Regions from separate parts of the Danio rerio genome. Here region 2 is linked to region 1. A link is a contact called in public HiCAR-type data. All regions are on one chromosome and are shown on one strand. The core of a region is the stretch at or near the end of the contact, and the rest is flanking DNA. Distances in the headings are between cores, read along the strand shown.

The links. HiCAR-type assays count read pairs that join an accessible place to other places.
Region 2: a HiCAR-type map of caudal fin shows a contact between it and region 1, with 5 times the contacts expected there. The contact joins the promoter of slc14a2 here to the promoter of cdk7 in region 1. A contact is called at or near these places in 2 of 4 datasets of contacts at active chromatin or transcription factors (caudal fin and embryo).

The regions. Positions count from the first base shown.
Region 1 is chr5:56,118,076-56,121,683 of GRCz12tu, forward strand. It overlaps cdk7 (cyclin-dependent kinase 7), which reads right to left and starts at 1,918. Exons shown (of 12, transcript NM_212961.2): 1 at 1,795-1,918; 2 at 1,648-1,707; 3 at 918-951; 4 at 760-827; 5 at 565-633; 6 at 261-371. The coding sequence starts at 1,860.
Region 2 is chr5:56,277,241-56,280,848 of GRCz12tu, forward strand. It overlaps slc14a2 (solute carrier family 14 member 2), which reads left to right and starts at 1,616. Exons shown (of 10, transcript NM_001020519.1): 1 at 1,616-1,655; 2 at 1,756-1,833; 3 at 1,939-2,101; 4 at 2,899-3,088; 5 at 3,159-3,287. The coding sequence starts at 1,632.

The sequences.
Region 1 (3,608 bases), core at 668-3,167:
ACTATAGGCTCATTCTAACTGCTGCTTAAGTAAAGATTCATCCTACCATTCATTTTGACCGTTAATAATTTAAAAAACAAACTACAAAGAACAGCAGTTTTTAAGTAACAAAAGGTACTTAAAATTATTTCAGGACAGAAACATTGGGAAGCTTTTTTTTTTTTTTTCACTGTAATGCATAACTGCTAAATAAAAATCCTATTCACCCGTATTGAACATAGTAAGTCACATAAATCATATATCTGTGATATAGGTCTCACCCTGTGCAGGATCCAGTGATTGTGCATGTATTCCAGACCCTGTAGTGTCATGAGGATGTATGCCTTTATATTGGCTGGTGTCAGTACGAGACTGGTGTCCTTTATGATTACCTGAAATACACAACACAAACAACAGTTTATGTGGGTGGGTGTGTGTGTGTGTGTGTGTGTGTATAAACCAAACAATTAAGATGGGTAAAAATCTAATTTAGCTGTGTTGACAAGCTCTTAACCGTTTTGCTATGTGAGGTTGGAAATTACTGAGATAAACAATATATGTCTAAGTTGATTACTGTGTCATCACCTCGAGATCTGTCTCCATGTAATCAAAGACCAGACTAATATTAGATTTGTGTCCAAAAGCATCCAGGAGCTGAAAGAGAAACCAGGTTCATAGATGTCAACATGAGTACACAATCAAAAACTGTACATCTGTGTATAATTAACGAATGTGCGCATGAACACAAACACACACACACAAACACTCACTCTGACTTACACCAATAATGTTTGGATGACTGAGCTCTTGCAACAACTTAATCTCTCGAAGAGCTGTTCTGTTGATGCCTGGATAACAAGATAAGTAAGATATTTTGTGTAAGACTTCACTTAATTACAATCAAAAATGAATAAAGATAAAAAAAAAAAGGAACACACCATCTTTAGCCTCTGTTCTGTGTCCCACTTTTATCTGCAAACAGGAAGCTTACATTTTAACATGACAGTCTGAATTAATTAATAAACAAAAAGCATAAAGCTGTCATAAAAACTCCATTATATACAGTACTTTCAGCCTTTTTCATGAATGATCTAACACACTTTGCGACTGAATTCTGATGATGAACAAACATATACACCTAATGATTACATCTATTGCACTAAAGACAACCAATCAAAAGATAACAGTTGTAATATGTTGAATGACGTTGTCTTGTTAGAAATATGTGCGTCAAATACTGTTTTTAAGTAACCTGGAGTTAGACACACACACACACACACACACACACACACAAAAACAAGCAAATAACACCCTTATCTTTGTTACTAGACGTTTTTGTCTTCAATTATTATTTTTTTCTTTTTGAAAATTGGGTTGACACCACAAAACAATTCTTCTTAAGATAAAACATTGGTAACGTTATTGATATCGTCTATATCGTCTAAGACAATACATCTTAACCTATTACTTTTTATTTTACAGTCATTCACTAATTAATGTTGCTAATAAGTTTCAGTTAAAGAATATTCATTATTTTACAACATTATAACGATCAATAAGACACATACTGACCCGTAAAACTAAAAGAATATCTGCATTTTGAACGCATTATAAGTTATTAAGGCATGGTGGTTTGCCACAACATACGGATTAAATGCAGTCTCTTACCTTTTTGATAGCGACAATGGTGTTCGTGGTTTTGTCTCTTGCCTTGTAAACAGTAGCAAACTGCAGTGAAATAATACACAATGCATGAGTGAAATCGAATGTTGTACTGCTTCATGACTTGACATATTATGAGATCTAGTCGTTTACCTGTCCTTCACCCAAAAAGTCCAGCTTTTCATAACGCTTTGCCCTTGACTTTACATCTAATGCCATGTTTTTCAACTGTAAACTTGTTCTTTGTGAAAGCACACTTCCTTCTGCGTTAAAGAGCACTGTATACTTCCGGGTAAAATAAAAGTCCCATAAGATGAAAAAACGTCCGTAAAAATAATAATAATAACATTTGTATTTGCAAGATGTAGTCTTTTAAAATGCACAAAATATGTTTATTATTGCTAAATAATTCTTTGATCGCCAAAAGATCTGTTACATGTGTGTATCTTGCTAAAATCTTAATTTATTTTATTTTTATGTAATATTTTTGATTACGTTTAAAATTATTTGCTTATTTGATTAATGTCAAATGGTTGCTTTCATGGAATCGAAAGTTGTACCGTCATTTCGTGTCAAACCCTGGTCAAACCATTCAGAAACATCCTGGCTTGTATGTATGAATTGTATGTATGTATGTATGTATGTATGTATGTATGCATGTATGATTTATACAACACCGTTAGTATCTAAGCAATTGATAATATTAGTTAATTATACATTTAAGGTTAGAGGTAAGTTTTAGGGTCAGGTTTTGTACCAAGCAGAGCTGCCAACTTTTGGTTTTAGTGAGAATTTTTGCCCCGCCCTTACGACTCAATGTACACACACACACACACGCACGCACGCACACACACACACACACACACACACACACACACACACACACACACACACACACACACACACACATATATATATATATATATATATATATATATATATATATATATATATATATATATATATATATATATATATATATATATATATTTAATAACAACAATAATTCCTTACATTTATATAGTGCTTTTCTTGGCACTTAAAGCGCTTTACACATAGGGGGAATCTCCTCATCCACTTTTTTTTTTCAAGAAAGAACATTACAAAGATATAATATAAACAAAGACAAAGAGGGTTACATAAATAGAATTCCAGCAAATTAAACAAGTTTAAATGATTTACACCAAGAAAGCGTTTCATGATTAACATGTTAACACGGGTCCATAACCACAGCAAAGCATGTTTTGACTGACAAAGATCTTAAAACAGACCACTTCATTTGTGGATCTGAGTAACGATAGCTCAGTTAGATAAGTTGATGTGTGCGCTGAACCTTTTCACTACACGGGTTACTACGGAACCCCCGGAAGGGACGTAGTGGGGGAGAAAAAAAATGGGTGGGTGAAAAAAAAATAATGGGTGAAAGAAAAAAAATGGGTGGGAGGAAAATATATATTTCTAAGTTTTTTGCGTTCTCTCGCAAAGTTTTGCGTTCCCTCGCAAAGATGTTTTGCGTTCCCTCGCAAAGATGTTTTTACATTACTGTGTGTATGCTACCTATGAACCAGTGAATGCATGTATAAGCGCTGACTGACAGATGCGCTTCGTACAATAAACTGATCCCAGATCAGCGTCTGTACACGCCATTTACAGAGGAGCGGGTGTATGTTTAAACAGACAAATACACTGAATAATATGGAACATCTCCGTCCTGCATGTTTTATTTTAAACAGCTTATTTTCTCTTAAATGAGCACAAACATGTGAATACTGGCACGGCCTGGCGTCCGGTCTTCTTGTGCACTCCCTGGGGCGAGGCGGCCTTTGAGCCCTAGGCAGGGAGCAAACAACCCCCGAGGACCCTCAGGGAAACACGGGGGGCCGGTAGTGGGACCTCGCTGCGAGGGTCATGGTGGGTGGGAGTAGCGAGGCCCACTCATCTTCTATTTTAAACTATAGTTTCAAACT
Region 2 (3,608 bases), core at 366-2,865, 160 kb after region 1:
ACAAAATTTCCACAACAAATTATTGAGCAAAAAATCAGCATATTAAATCAATAACTAAAACTCCTGTGACATAGAAGACTAGATTAAATATCCTGAAATCAACTTGACACCTTAAAACAAATCAAAGTTATTTAAACAAAGCAGAATTTATTTTAAATTATAGTAACATGCATAACCTTATGTTTCACCATCTGTTGTCCTTGGTAAACATAAAAGACTAAAAACAAAAACACTTTATAATAACTACACACAGGGCCGGAGCAAGCTGAACTGCCGCTCTAGGCAAAGGACGGTCACGCCGCCCTCGCGGGTGGCGAGGGTAGATTAGGGGACTCCGCCCTCTCTATTCTGCCGCCCTAGACGCGGATATAACTGAGGCGCGGGTGGCGAGGGTAGTTTAGGGGACGCCACCCTCTCTATTCTGCCGCGCTAGACGCGGAAATAACTGAGGCGCGGGTGGCGAGGGTAGTTTCGGGGACGCCGCTCTCTATATTCTGCCACTCTAGACGCGGATATAATTGTGGGCGCGGGTGGCGTGGATAGTTTCGGGGACGCCGCTCTCTCTATTCTGCCACCCTAGACGCGGATGTGGGCGCGGGTAGTTTCGGGGACGCCGCCCTCTCTATTTTGCCGCCCTAGGCGGCCGCCTAGGTCGCCTCTATGGAAGCGCTGGCCCTGACTACACACTATGAATCATTTACTACGCATTAGCATCTAGTGAATTCATTATCTGTTAAGCATTAACTCTACTTTAACAAACGTACGCAGTTTATAATTGCAGCTACAAATGTTGTACTCTTGACTTACAACCACATTTATAATGTGCCTCAATAATAATAAGAATTATAAATGTTAATTTCAATAGTTTATAAATCATTTACTAACTTATTCTGAATCTTAAAAACAACCAACTATGCTTAAATAACTGGTTTGTAAATAATGCAATACTTCATTTAGTAATAAAAAATAAATCATTAACTAAGTATGAAAGTAACATTATTAGCTACATTATAAATGTGGTTATAAGTCAAGAATAGAGCATTTGTAGCTGCAGTTATAAACTGCTTACTAACATTTATTAATGTAGAGTTATAGCTTAACAGATGAATTCAATATTTGCTAATGCTTAATAAATGGTAAACAATCTTCCAGAACATTTAAATGTACCACAAATATAAAAAGAACAGAGTAACAGGTCTACTGTTTGACACAGTTTTGTTTTACTAATGGATTCGTAGAACAGAGGCCCTTTTGTGTTTTTCCAACTCAAATAATTGACTACTAATTCAAGTACTAAAATGTTAATCCATATGCAGTCTATGTTATCTGCTTTTTTTTTTTTAATTTTGAGAAGAACGTGTTACAGTTATTTGGTAATTGCATACAAAGTTTCAAAAACCATAGAACATTTTTTAATGCTTTTTAACAGCTTATCAGAATGAAAAAGCAAAGTGATTAGCAGAAACCTGCTCAAGCAACTTAGAATAGGACCAAACTAAGTCAGAGGAATGCAAAGTAAGATTTGAACTGCATGAATAGAGGTGGAGCAACGCAAACAGACCGGCACTATAAAACCATCAGATCTGTGGCTTCATGGACTTCATTGATTCTTTCTGTAACTGGCCTCATATATGCCTGGAACACATCTAACGAAGGTAGATACACTCCTTTTTTCTCTCTCTCTGAATGTTATGTCAATTGAGTATGATAGTATCAAAACTTGAATTAAATTGAATAAAGTCAATGTTTTAATAGAAAAGTGACCCGCTGAATGTCACACATCTCTGCAAAACGTCTACTTCTACACAATATTCCAGTGCTCAAAACACAAAGGTGAGATTTTTCCTGTTCTCTTGTCTTTTGAAAAATTCCAGGAGGCAGAACACAGACGGATCCCTGCAAAGAATATTAAGTGTTTGTGTCTGTGAACATTTACAGGAGCTGCAACCACTCATGGCAAATCCAGTCCACAAAATTACAGATGAGAAGAAACAGCAGGGACTCGAGAAGATCAATTCGGGCCAGAGGTTTAAAGCAAATCTCATAAAATGGGTCTCGTTTATTTCTGGAGACATGGCTGCGTTCGGAGAATGGATGAAAGGTACAGGAGTTTAAGCTTAATTGAAGCTCGATCAAGAGCCAAGCTTGAAAAAAACAACAAGAGCATTAATTCTGCAGTGAATAGTTGGCAGAAGAGTGTTTGCAAGTCTACTTTACGTTTAGATTGACAATGGAAAAGCCTAAGCATTCCTGTTTTCTTTATCTTAAAGATAAAAATGCAGCTTTAACACTTTCTTTTTCAACTTTTGTACTTTGTAAACAAGTGGAAATATGTTAAACGTCATACATTTAATAATGTGTGATCCACACCTAATTAAAAACATACTCTTTCTAAGACGGAAATATATGCAGTCTTTTTATCATGATTTTTTTTAACTCTTAAATGCTTAAATGTTTTTCTAATAAATGGATCTATAACTGCTGCAATGTGTAAATAACTATAGTAAAAAAAAAAACAGACATCATTGAGAATTGATGTGAACTGCTCTTACTGTGTTGTCCGGCCATTAGTGACCATGTTTATAATTTTACAAACAATTGAAACTACAGTTTTAAACCTGTGGGCATTACAGGTGTTTCTAAATCCTGCATTAAAGACCCAAGCTAGTCATTTAATGGTTGATTACTTTTGATACTTAACTACAAAATGCATTCACAGACACACAGATTAGTAGCAGTTATTAATTGTTTGGTTATTATTGTTATTAGTAATTGTTTTCACTGCAGGACATTTTTCATGGCATACACACATATCTCTTTAAACCTCTGCCCTCTGCAGACATCTGCAAAGACTTTATTGGTATCAACTATGTGCTTTCTCATGTTTACCCTGTTCAGGCCAGTTTATCTTGCTCCAAATTATGGACTGGGTGTTGCGTGGAGCGGCTCAGGTGATGTTTGTGAACAACCCTCTCAGTGGTCTGATCATCTTTGCTGGACTGATCCTCCAGAATAGATGGTGGGCACTCAATGGTTTTGTTGGAACCGTGTTTGCTACGATTTCTGCACTCATCCTCTGTCAGAACAGGTATTAACACAACTGGTTCATTATGAATGTCTAAATGTTTGAGCAAGGTTTAAGTGTTGTGTTCCCTCAGAGGTGCAATTGCTGCTGGTCTGTATGGATATAACGGCATTTTGGTTGGTCTCCTGATGGCAGTTTTCTCAAATGCTGGAGATTGGTATTGGTGGCTTCTTCTTCCCAACATCTTCATGTCAATGGCATGGTGAGTTTGTGTCATGGCTCCTTCCAAGACTTATTTTAACTTGTAAGAAAGGAAATAGCTTAGAGCTGGAATGCACTTTGCAAGATTTGTAGTCTGTATGAGTTGATGCTGCTTAAAGTCAGAGCCACTCTGCAGATTCAGGGCAGAAAATTGTGTTGCATAATGATGAGTACAGACATTTTGGTTGACTAATATCGAACAATTTAAAAGATTTCTTTACTAAATGTAAATTTTATTTGTGATTCATGTTGCGGTTTGAAACTTTTTTGAACGTTTTTGTCAGTTTCTTAGTATGTGTTCATTTCTAAATTATCTGTAACA